2 separate regions of the Mus musculus genome follow, and region 2 is linked to region 1. The links are chromatin contacts, called in public Hi-C maps. All regions are on one chromosome and are shown on one strand. Each heading gives the region's core, a stretch centred on a gene start, on an enhancer-like site or on the middle of the called end of the contact. The rest is flanking DNA. Distances are from core to core; before and after follow the strand shown.

Evidence for each region. A called contact is a pair of places that touch in the nucleus more often than the background predicts.
Region 2: a contact with region 1 is called in a Hi-C map of the N1E-115 cell line, with 2.5 times the contacts expected there. The contact joins two enhancer-like sites. A contact is called at or near these places in 1 of 15 datasets of contacts at CTCF or cohesin (CD8 T cells) and 6 of 484 Hi-C or Micro-C datasets (the AML12 cell line, the C2C12 cell line, the N1E-115 cell line and 2 more).

The regions. Positions count from the first base shown.
Region 1 is chr15:59,920,789-59,927,189 of GRCm38.p6, forward strand. No RefSeq gene overlaps it. Among named protein-coding and RNA genes, the nearest start is that of 4933412E24Rik, 93 kb to the right of the region's middle. Within about 2 kb of position 2,318, at least 1 of the 459 cell types and tissues checked has an H3K27ac peak or open chromatin away from gene starts, as enhancers often do. A contact at or near this core is called in the N1E-115 cell line, where this site is marked.
Region 2 is chr15:60,028,192-60,034,592 of GRCm38.p6, forward strand. No RefSeq gene overlaps it. Among named protein-coding and RNA genes, the nearest start is that of 4933412E24Rik, 15 kb to the left of the region's middle. Within about 2 kb of position 2,535, at least 3 of the 459 cell types and tissues checked have an H3K27ac peak or open chromatin away from gene starts, as enhancers often do. A contact at or near this core is called in the N1E-115 cell line, where this site is marked.

The DNA of each region.
Region 1 (6,401 bases), core at 1,068-3,567:
CTCAGAACTGACTCCTGACTTCCACAAGTGTCTCCATGGAACAGACACTGTTCTGAACACTAAGGAGAACAAAATAAACAGGATGAGAAGTAGCTGCCTAATGGAGCTGGTGTTGTATCAGATTGAACAGAACAAAGCCCAGATATGAAGAAAATATGTTCTGTCAAATGGATAAAGAAGCTATCTCTCAGGGTGATATATGTGAGCCATAGCACAGAGTGGTATATGATAGCGCCAGAAAGGTTTCACCTTTGGAGCTTGTGTGTCTCCATTTCACTATCCATCGTGAAAGGAAATATTTTGTGGCTCAAAGTATTGAACTTTTTGTTTGTTTCATTCATAGCACAACCTTCTCGTGGATACTGTGGGTTCTGTGAAACAAAGAAGATTATAGGATTAACAGGATTCACATTATGGGATAACCATCTGCTTTTGAATTGGATTGGAGGCCCACACCACAGGAGATGATCTATGGTTGGTACTGTATACCTAGTGAAGGACCCAGGCACTGGAGAAGAATGCACTGTTGTTGTTTAGCTAAATTGTCACGACACTAAACTGTGTTCTAAATATTTATGTTCTAGCCATAGACAAATTCTATTCATATCTTAAATCAGAGAAGCTTCTCTTTGCTGTGAATGGTATTTCAGAGCTCCTCTTGATGCTTAAAATTTGACAATTGAGTGCTCTGTTCTAAATAGAAGCCTTTATGCCATCCTGTCTAAGGCTCAGGAAATATCACAGAAAAGGGAGTGGAAAGAAAATAAGAACCAGAAAGTAGAGAGAAGGCCTTTGAGATATGATCTTCAGGCAGGACATAGCTATTGCAGACATGATCTCACAGCAGCTGCAGTAGCTTACCCTGGACCGGCACAAGATTGGGCCTGGGAACAGAGAGGCATGGGGTAGAGAGGTGCTGACAGGACCCTACTCTTCTTTGCTGAATTATTTGTTACTGGTAGAATCTGGTGAAGAGATGGTCATTGACTTCTGTTGTGTACCCGACAGTAAGCCCTCCAGTCTAGAAAATTCCAAACCCATAGTCACAAAGACTGCCCTGGTTAAACTCAGTGGGCCACAAAGCAAAACAAAAAAAGACATGAGTGTGGGAAATGGACTTGCATGGAGAAGGGGGAGATGTCAGTGCTGGGAGAGAGAAAGAAAGTGTGGGGGTGAGAGTAAACAGCACATTTTATACTTGTATGAAATTGTCAATGAGCAAATGCAATCAACAAAGACAAAGAACTAATAAAGCTTTAAGGAGATTGCCATATCCAGAAAACATGGGAAAGTCTTTTAGTTAGGAGGTAATTTATGTGTGTAGTATGTGTGTGTATGATGTGTGTGAGTGATGTGTTATGTATGCACTCACATATGTATATGTGTGGTATATTTGTGTATTTGATGTATGTGTCTGTGTGAGTAGTGTGTGTGAGTAGTATGTGTGTATATATATATGTGTGTGTGTGTATATATATATATATATATATATATATATACATACATATATATGTAGTGTGTGTGTGTGTGTGTTGTATTACACATACCACATATGTGATTTTGTGTGTAATGTGATATGTGTTATGTGTAAATGTGTGTGTGGTGTTATGTGTAGTGTGTTTGATATGTGTATATTTATATGTGATGTGTGTGTGTAGTATATGTGATATATGTGTTGTGTGTTTTATGAGTGTGTGTGTGTGTGTGATTTGTGTGATGTGTGTTTGTATATATGTGTGCATGTAGTATATGTGTGTGGTGTGTTTGTGTACGATGTGTGTGTGGTATATAGTAGGTTTGTGTGTGTTATTTGTGTAATGTTACATGTGTGTTTGTATGTATGTAATATATGTATGTGTGTGATTTGTGTTATGTGTGTGTGTGATTTGTATAATGTGTGTGCGGTGTATTATGTGTGTATTGTGTATGTGCATGTATGTGGTAGGGCGTGTGTTACTTCCTCTGTCTGACTGCATCATCTTTGAACTGCACCTTCCTGAGGACAGATCTGAGGCTCATTTTAAACTGATAGATGGTCTTGTTCTTAATGGACCCCTTCTTTTCTCATCTTTTAGAGCTCAGAGAAATCCATTGAAATGGACACTAGCACATAGTGCCCATTTGCCTTCCTGAGCAGTAAGAAGACCCCTTGATTTGGAGAATCTTACTGCTGAAGATTTCCAGTTAGAAGGCTTGCCCCTAGTAGGAGCTTTTTGACTCTAGATTTCATGGAACAGCTTCTCAAGGGAGACCTGATCAGGGTCTTGGGGAGAGAAGGGCATGGTCATAGGTGACATGCTCTACCAGCTAGAGAGGGAACAGGACATGCATCTCAGGGACCAGCCTGTTTCTTCCTGGTGGCTGTGGTGATGGCTCCTTATCATACCTTTACTCAAGCTTGGCAGCATCAGGACCTGGATCGTCATTCCCCTCTGTCTTGTGAGCAGTTGTGTACTGGTTGGAGAAGAGACAATTGAGGCTACAGATAGGTTCCTTGGAGAGATGCATGGGGTGCTGCTTCAGACTAGATGCTCACAGTAGAGGTCTCTTTTGTCTCGATTTAGGAAAAGTCACGGGGTTTTCCTCATTGGCTTTCTGATAGCATTTGTAGGCTGCAAGAAACACTTTAGTTACTGCCGAGGCGGAGACACAGATCTGCCTTTCCTTTCCTATTTACTGTGCTTTTGGCACTGATTCCAAGTTAAAGTTTATCTTATTACTGTTGTGAAGGGACCAATTAGTGCCTGCCTATGGTATCCCCACAGCTGGTATGTCTACATATCAGATAAGTAGGTTGGCAAGCAGCTGTCACAGAATACAAGGATGCTTTGAATCTTTGGTGCCTCAAACTATGTTAGGAGCCTTAGAAAAACTCATCTGATCCAGTCCATACAACCCCCTCTGGAGATAAGTATGTTGTCATTTTTGTCGTTGTTCTCTTACACAGAAAGAAATACAAGCTCACAGTGACAGTTTGCGCTCTTGTAACAGAATGTCATAGATTGGGTAGTTTGTAAATAGAAATGTATTTCTCAAGGTTCTGGAGGCTGAGATTTCCAGTATCAAGGCACAGGCAGAGTTGGTATTGATTGAGGGCCCATGTCCTCAGTAACAAACAATGCCCTCTTGCTGTGTTATCACATGACAGATCTCCGGGGTCTGTTTTTAAGAGCATTGATGCCACTCTGAGTGCTTCATCTGCCTTCAAGACTCAACCAACCCTACCCCCAGCCCCACTCCCATGCCATGACCTGGAGGAGTTGAGATATCCACATGTGAATTGTGAGGAGTCAGAAGCACCATATGATTGCCTATTACTCACTAAAAATTATGTTATTAGTAAGGGTTACAAGTGGGACTCCAACCTAGGTATGTTTGGGAAGGATTTACAAGAGCTCTTTCCACGAGGTGGGAATCAAAGGGCATTTCAGACAAAATCACTTCATGCCCATTTCAATTACTCATTATCGAAGGAAGGCTAATCTGAGAGCAAGGTTATCTTTGTTCTGTTCTTAAGACAAACAGGATAAAATCCAATCAGATTTACTAGTCGCTAACTCAATCAGGCTTGGTATTAGCCTGAGGGCTTCAAAGCACCTGATCTTATTTAATTTTCTTGGTATCTTGTAGGACTGTGATTAACATCTCCATTTGTACAGGCAGGGTCACTGAAGTCCATCTTGAATTAATCTGAATTAGCTGAGTGGGTCAGGTATTGCTAAAGCCAGATTCAAATTGTAAGGGTTAATCTCTTCTGTGGGATCAACAGGCAGGGCTTTGGTTCTTCATTGCTGGGAACAAATTGTTTCAAAACAAAGGGACAAAAATCACATCATCTCATGTGCTCCCATTTTCCTTTTGTGTTATAGATTCTGATGATAAATGCAAAGTGAGTTCTCCAGGAGATGGGAGGGCACGGCTGGAGCAGCATCAACTGTGGGTGGCATCTGAGTGGGTCAACTGGTAGTATCCATGTCAGGCTGGCTCTCAGTTCTTCTTCATATCAGTGCTGCTGAGGTTGGAATATTTCTCTGTACTCTCATGCCTGGTGTCTGGGTTGGAAGGCTGGCATAAGTGGATCTCTTTAGGCTTTTCTCTTTCCACCTAGTCAGAGAACATGGTTAGCTTCCAGTTCCCCATCAGAAGTTATTTCAGGGTAGAGAGTTCATATATATTTTGTGTGTATGGCTGTTTTGTATGTATGTAGTGTACAATGTGCATGCAATGCCAAGAGAGGGCACTGGATCTTCTTTCTGATACTGGAATTACAGATGGCGTGAGCTGCCATGTGGGTTCTGGGATTCAAACACGGGTCATATGGAAGACCAACCAGTGCTTAAGCACTAAGCCATATTTCCAGCCCTAGATGGAGAGCCCCAAGAAGCCCCCCAAGAGGCTCTGGGAAAAACTTCAAGTCTCATTATCAGGCCATGAGAATCCCAGAGCATCTCTAACGTTTTCTGTTTGTCAGGAAACTCATCAAAGCTAGAAGAGTATCTCAAAGGGAAGAAAGGAGAATTAAACTTTTCAATGGATGGAACAGCAAAGGAGCCACACCTCTGTTTTCATTGTGATAAAGTTATATAACATTGTTTGTGTCCTTTTGGCCATTTGTAAAGGTAACCATACATGTGTGATATTGTTTGTATCAGGGTCAGCCTCCATATTTCCAGAAGTTTCCCCATTTTCTCCAGGCTGAAACTTTCTATCCTTTAGACAGGGACTCCCACTCCTTCTTGTTCCAGCCCCAGGCAGCTGCCTACACTTTCTGTCTTTATTAATTTGACTGTTTTGTGTATCTCATGGAAAAAGACCCATGTGGCATTTGCCTGTTTGTTGCTGGCTTATTTCACTTAGCTTCATGCTCTCAAGGTTCATCCACGTTGGATGGTATGTCAGAATTTCTCTTTAAAACCAAGGAATATTGTAGACATCTTTAATCTCCCACTGCTATTCAATTTTAAAGCCTCACTGGCCTGTGAGGAGCGGGAAGCAGAATAGAATTTTGTCATGGCAATGTCTTCCTGGGCTTGACTCGTGGACTTGAGCTGAATTAGTCACGACAATATGGCTCAGACAGACCTAATAAAATAGGACTTGGCATCCTGCTTTATCCCTATTTTGTGATGTAAATGTAACCTTAATTAGATGGGTCTAGACTAGAACGGCTTTTGCCATTTGTACGGAAATGTGCAGTGTGCATTTGACAAATGATCATTGCTGTGTTTACTTTCAGTTGCAAGCTGGAGGTATGTTATGGGCTTAGTGTTTGTTTCTATTTTTGCCAAATTCACATCTTGGAACCTAACTCCTTGAGTCATGGTATTAAGAAGCTGGGTCCTTTGGGAAGTGATGAGGTCTTGTGGGTGGGGCTTGCACTGAGTGGATTAGCACCCTAATGAAAGAGCCCCCCCCCCCAAATCTATTTGTCTTATTCCGTTCACTAGATGAGGATAACCAAAAGGCCCTGTCTAAGAGGAAAGGGTCTCATTTGATTGCCCGGCCCTTGGGTATTCCAGTTACTAGACCCGTTTCAACCAACCATTATTAACTGGCTATAAATTACTCAGCCCTAGGTTATGCTTTTTTTTTTTTTTTTTGGTCAGTGCAAACAGACTAAGACAGGGCAGAGGAGGGAAGAGACAAAGTGAGTAGATTAGGATCCTAGAGTAAATACAGACTCTGAGCTCTAAGATGGCAGAACCTGAAGTAAGCTTGGAGATCAGACATTCTTAATGATTCATTTTACTGACAATAGACAATTAACTGATACCTAATAACCTTTTAGTCCTGTGTTCATGTGGTTACATGCACCACATACTCTATTATTTGATTTTTAAAAATATTTATCCATTTATATGTGTACAAATGTTGTGCCTGCATGTATGTAAATGTAGCATATGGCTGCCCCCAGACATCAGAAGAGGGTGCTGAATCCCCTGAAACTAGAGTTGGGAATTATCGTAAGCTAGCATGTAGATGCTAAGGAACTAAAGCCAGGTCCCCAGGCAGAGCAGCAAGTGCTTTTAACTGCTGAGCCATGGCTCCGGCTTCTGCATTATCTGATTTTGAGTTTAGCCATGGCACTTTATGTTAGGATCCTATGTCTCAAGGGAAAAAAAAGTCACATGCAGATTTAAGGAAATTCTGAGGCAAAAAACTAACTACTGATTTTCTGGTGAGAACTAGAGTCCAGCTCTCCTAACCTCCAGCATCTTTATTTACTAAGCTGTATGGGTTGTTTATTTACTTCTTAATGTGTGTATGTGTGAGAGAATGCAGGTGCGCGAATGCCATGGTAAGACTATAGAGGTCAGAGGACAACTCTCAGGAGCTGGCTCTCTCTTGCCACCCTGTGGGATCCAAACTCAGGCTTACCATCTGTGCCATCTCTCTGGCCC
Region 2 (6,401 bases), core at 1,285-3,784, 110 kb after region 1:
TCTTTTAATCAAATTTGAGTTATGCATTTTTTGCATTGAATAAGTAGACAATGATTTCCATTCCTCCTCAAATATTAATTTTGATCAATTTGTTAAAGTGGTAACTGCCAGGTTTCTCCCCTGTGTAATAACTATTTTTAATAGTTGATGAGTATCCTGCTGAGAGATATTTTGAGACTGCACTACTATCCTGTTACTCATAACATTTACAATCACTCATTTTGTTCATAGATAATTGTAGCCTAAAATAATTAATATGGCAATATATATCACAGTTTATATTTTCTTCATTCCTTCTGCATTTTTTTTGGATTCTATATCACAGGAGAGCTTTTCTTCCTCTTTTTAAAAAAATAAATTTAAAATTTATTTTTTGAGAATTTCGTACTTATCCATAATGCATTTTGCTCATCATGATCCCTCACCACCCCTTCCATTTCCTTGTTTCCTCCACACCACATTTTTCTCCCAATTTCAAACCCATTAAGTCCTAGTAATGGTGTCCATATGCCCACATGTGCAGTACTATCTACTGGAGCAGGTACAACCTACCAGGGGCCACATACCTGGAAAAAAATGTACTGTTCTTCCTCTAAAATCCATCACCTGCTAATATTGCTTCATTTTTGGGTGAGACTTTGTGAGCCTTGCTCCATCCACACTGCAATTTTGACTAGCCTGATCTTATTCAAGTCTTCTGTGTGTAAGCACATTGGTAGAAGGGTCTCATCGAAAAAACTCCTGAAGTTTGTGTTAGTCTCAGTCTTCTGCCTGTTCTTCCTTGCCTTGTGCCCCCATGAACCATAGGACTTCTATAGAGGGATAACCACGTGGTTGATTGTTCCACAAATGGATATCTATGGAGATGCACTCCTATGAAGCCAAAGTCATAGCTCTGCGGATTGTACCATTGATAGCTGTCCTGTCTAGATCTTCCATAGTAGTAAGACACTACTCCTAGGGTTTGGGACAGGCCTCTCCAGGCACTCCCAGGCTACAGCTCTCTGTGCCTTTGGCATGCTCACATCTTCCTTTCAGTGCCAGAATTCTTCTCACCCTGTAATGAAGCTTCCCTTTCCTTGTTCTTTGATAAGGCAGTTCCTTATTCTCTCAGTCATTATTTTGTTTGATTTATTTATCACCATGTTATTGTTGGCTGTCAAGCTAGTTGGTTTGATCTATCATGTTCAGTCAGAATCACTGGACATACATCACACAAAAACTCAGACATTTTTGAGGCACTTCACTTGAAATTGACTTTTGAGTTATTTCTAATACAAACAAACATGGCAACTTTATATTACAGTTGGGTATTTCTAAACCAAAGTGCTACTATCCATTTCAATTACTAATCATACTCATTAACGAAGCATTGCTTTTGGTTGTTTATTAAATTTTATTTAAAACTTTAAACGTTAAAATAAAACCGTATTACTTCTCCCTTCCCTCCTTGTAATCCTCATGTATTTTACTTCCAAATTCTCCCGTGTGCTCCCTCTCCCTCCCTCTCAAATTAACGGCCTCCTTTACTTTGATTATTATTGTTACATTACACACACACACACACACACACACACACACACACACACACATATCTACATGCATAAACATATACATATAGCCTGCTGAATCCATTGGTTGTTGCTTGTGTGCACATGATCTTAGGACTGACCACATTGTTTTGGATAATGAGTTAGAAGACTCATCCCTGTGAGAGGTAAATTTTCCCTCACTCAGTAGATGCTAGTTGCCTGTATCCCTTGGTTTAGAAGTGGCTTCTCAGAGAAGTTTGCCCCTTTCATGTTATCATGCTTGTTGCTATTGCCATTGTTTAGTTCTCATTTAGGTAGTTGGATCATTGAACATACTGCATGAAACTTCTCTGCAACTTCTCTTTTACACAGTTGCACAGCAGACTTCCTCATCTTCTGGCTCTTACAGCCTTTTCATTCTTCTTCAGAGATGGTCCCTGAGCCTTGTGTGTAAGAATTGTATTGTGGGTATATCTATTAGGGTAGGGTTCACCATAATCCATTGGTTTTAACACCACGATCAGTTGTGGTTTTCTGTGATGGTCTCTGTTTGCTGTAAAGAAAATACTTTTATTTATTAACTTTTTAATAAGGAGGTGAAAGCAGTATTTTTCTATGGGTGTAAGGATAGGTTTTATAATACAGGAATCATGTTAGTGTAGTAAGGTGTTAGTAGTAAGTTCTTTTTAAAGATCCACAATAGAGACAGGAATGAAACAAAGCAAGCCAAAATCTTAAGGCAAAGAACAGTACATTCTCAACTATGTAAGTCTCTTCGTTATTAAATTCTGAGTCTCACGTCCTACCATTTTACTGCAGAGAAAAATTATATCCTTTAAAAAGATCTATTACAAAAATAAAATACAAATCAGTACATAAAAGGACTTAAAAGGAAAGTACTAAGAGAGAAAAAATATACTTTATGAGATAACACAGAAGCGGTGTTAATTAGATTATCAATAATGGAATAAAGATCACAGGGAAATGAAGAGCTGCCCAGGTTGAAAACATCCAGGAAAAATGAATTAGTCCACAGAGTATGATTGTCAGGAAGAATTATGGATTCAGATCGTATCTCCCTGGCAGACTATTTGAAAACAAGAACTATATTGTTTCAGCTGCCAATAAACAATTAATTATGTGTTGAATCCCATCTCCTCCACATGTTTTTGATTCCTGTTTTCTGGCCAGTCTGATGCAATTGAAGTGAAATGATGGGTTCGAAGTAATTATGTGGAAATTTTAGACAGATATAAAACAAAGCTAAAGAAAACACACACCTTATTTAAATTAACTTCAAACCAATGCAGAGAAATTCCTTTATCTTGATAATTGGCTTTTAGAAGAATTGGGATCTGTTGAGTAGCTGTGTAACCCTGACTTCACGTCTGTGAGTTAGTCTCTATTGCTCACGATGACAGGGCTGCCAGATGTGCCAATGGGCTGTGAAACTTACTTCAAGTTTTGAGCAAAGAAACAGCTGTGCACTTTTGTTGGAAACACTGGAACTGAAAAATTTCAAATTGTAGAAATAACACATTATGTGGACAACTGATTAGAAGGCCAGGCTGCCTGGTCAGAATGGTGTGTAGACACCCATGTGTAACTCATCCCCCATTTCATTAGAGGGGTTTAAAAGGATAAGAAAATATAAAATATACAGGCAGTAATGGAGAACCAGAATGGAAAGAGAGGGGAATCAAAATATTTATAAGGAAGAAGTGAGAGAAAATAGATTGCTGCTGTTTAAGCTACCTGGTCTATGCTGTGCTTTTATGGAAGCCCTGCTTGACACATACAGGAGGGAGCAATTACAACTGAAAAGATTCCAAATGCGATTTGTAGAGAGGGTCTAGAAGATATTGCTTTCATAAAATAAGACTGTGCTTCTGGGAAATCGGAACATCTGAGACCAAAAGAAAAAAAATTCTTAGAAAGTTAAAATCTAATTTCCAAACTAAAATATTCAATAGGAGGGCAGGAATATTGAGAAAATCTCCCAGGGCCAAGAGTAAAATAAAAGCGTGAGGGAAACTATTTAAGAGAATCGCTAGAGATGCACAGGAACTAGCAGATACCTGATACCCAATTATCAGGGTTTCAAAATAAATGAAGAAAAATGGAGAGAAGGGAAATTATTTGAAAAGTATTTTAATGAATCCTCAAACTAAAGAAATACACAAATGCCATATTTGAAGAATACAAAGAAATCTGTACCTAGTTAAGTCCTTGCAAACTTTCATTGACACAAGGATAAAGATAGCCCTAGAGCTTTCAGGGGTAAAATAAAAATTCTTTCTACAAAGGATCAAACCCCACAGGGATATCTAGGTGCTTGAAGACAGAACAGAGAACTTTTGGAGTTCTGAGGGAAAATGGTAGTACTGTCTTTATTAGGGTTTTACTGCTGTAAACAGACACCATGACCAAGGCAACTCTTATAAGGACAACATTTATTGGGGCTGGCTTATAGTCAGAGGTTCAGCCTGTTATCATCAAGGCAGGAACATGGCAGCATCCAGGCAGGCATGGTGCAGGAGTAGCTGAGAGTTCTCCATCTTCATCTGAAGGCTGCTAGCAGAATACTGACTCCCAGGCAGCTAGGACAAGGGTATTAAAGCCCACACTCACAAGGCCACCTTTACTCCAACAAGACCATACCTCCCAACAGTGCCACTCCCTGGGCCAAGCATATACAAACTGTCACAGGTACATATTATTAATATTAAAAATTGCATATTCAATGCTCTAAAGATTCATGTAAATCACTCAATCTTTCTAATAACCAATCTCTCCCCTTCAATTTTCAGAGACACCATCTCACTGTGTCGTCTATCTAGCTTCCATCTTGAGATTCTACTCCCTTAGCCTCTCAAGTTCTGTGATTGCTTTCATGTGCTACCATGTCTGGACTCTCCATTTTTCTTGAAATACATAATATTAAGATACATAATTTTAAGATGGCAGAATTGATGTAGGATGGCTAAATCATGCTCTGTGAAGAAGTTACTAGTTGTTCTCCATCCAGCTAGATTATTGAAGCATGAGAGCAATGAGAAGATAATTCAGATGTTCATGATCTTGAAAATACAAAATGTCTTTGAATAAATCATTAAAATTTATTCTCCAATGAACAAAGAAATGCATGTGCATACAACAACAACAATGAAAAAAAAAACAAGGCAAAAGATGCAAGGAATGTCTGAATTCGACAGGTTAACGAGAAGAAATCCTGGAATTTTAGCATGGTCGAAGGTTTAGAACGTAGCTCAGGTTAGTGCAAATTGCATTATCTTAGTAACAAGGAGTGACCATTCATCAATAAGAAAAAAAAGTGGAAACTTCAATCAAAACATAGTCCAGTGCAAACAAGGCAAGGCCCCCAATGACATGAGCTAGTGTGCAGTAAGATGTGGTAAGTGATATGCATTTCCTGTGTGTTGTTCAAGTCCTAAGGATCCATTGGATTGTAACTGCTTGAGCTTTGCTCTTTAACTCACGTAGTTGATGGCAACCTAAGAGCAGATTGGTTGTTTAAAGATAAACCATAGCATTACGTTAAAAATACATACCATTACATAATCGTAGGTTTGCAAATGCTGCTTATTATTATTCAGTTTTTAGACTACGTGCGTCAGATATATTTATAGAATCAAGGGAATGATTTTAAATATACTTTTTTTGGAGATGAACACAGATAAGCACTGCCAATATGGAAAGAATTATTCTTTAGATGGATTCAAAGTGATGAGAGGGACTCAGGAGGAAGTGAGGTAGAAGGCGATATAAGGAGATAATTTTTGTCATCTTATATAATATGGGATCAACTGTGAAATCCATTGAGTCCTTGGGGATGTTGAATGGATGTAAAATGGAATTAGGGACACAAACAGCTTATGGCACAGCTAGAAGGAGGCAATGTCTCTGTAAGATGCAAGGGTTTGGAAACAGGAGTGGGTAGGCAAGCTTTCCGGTTGTCATACATTCCAACAGATTTTATGCAGATAAACCATCTGAGAAAGGGAAGGGGAAGGACAGCAGGATCAGGCAGGTGGAGGCTCAGGCTCTGATGTATGGCTGACATAGTGTCAAGAACAAAGGCTGCTCATCTGAGGAATCCCACTCCGCACAACTGAGTAGACCCTCATATTTTTATCGCATAGTCATCGATCGAGGGCAGGTGGGGATTGGCTCCAGAACCTACAACTTTGAACTCAAAGCAGCTCAAGACTGTTAGCACACTCCATGTTTTGCATCAGATAGCCAAATTTTCTTGAAAGTAGAGTGGACTGATACATAAAGGGCTAGCTTGATGGTTGTGGGACATGTGCAGTCTCGTAGGACAGTACAGTTAAAAGAATCTTGTGATTGCTTAAAAAAATCTGTCATCTTTAAGATGAATTCTAATTCCAGAGGCATGCATTATTATTTTGCACTGAGCTCTGACAATCGAGTCTGGGTCTTGGGAATAGCATCATGGGTACAAACAGATGCTGTCTAAAATTTTTTTGGAAATAGAGATTGAGGTTTAAGTATGTTTTAAAATAATAAAATGAAGCTTGTAAGACAAAGTAATGTTAACAGACATAGTTGCCTTACTCAAAACTTACTGAGATGTGACAGATATTGCATGCATTCAATTTGGTAGGTCCAAGACAACCAGAAATGGCAGGGGAATGAATGGCAGTTAAACTCATGGCCTTATAACTTGTTAGCATTTAAAACAGGCATGTATTTTCTCCTGTCATATCCTTGTGCATGTGTGCGTGTGTGTGTGTGTGTGTGTGTGTGTGCACGTGCCCGCACTGTCCTGTGGTACACACATGTGCACATGGAGGACAGAGGTCAACCTCAGTCCTCATTGTTTAT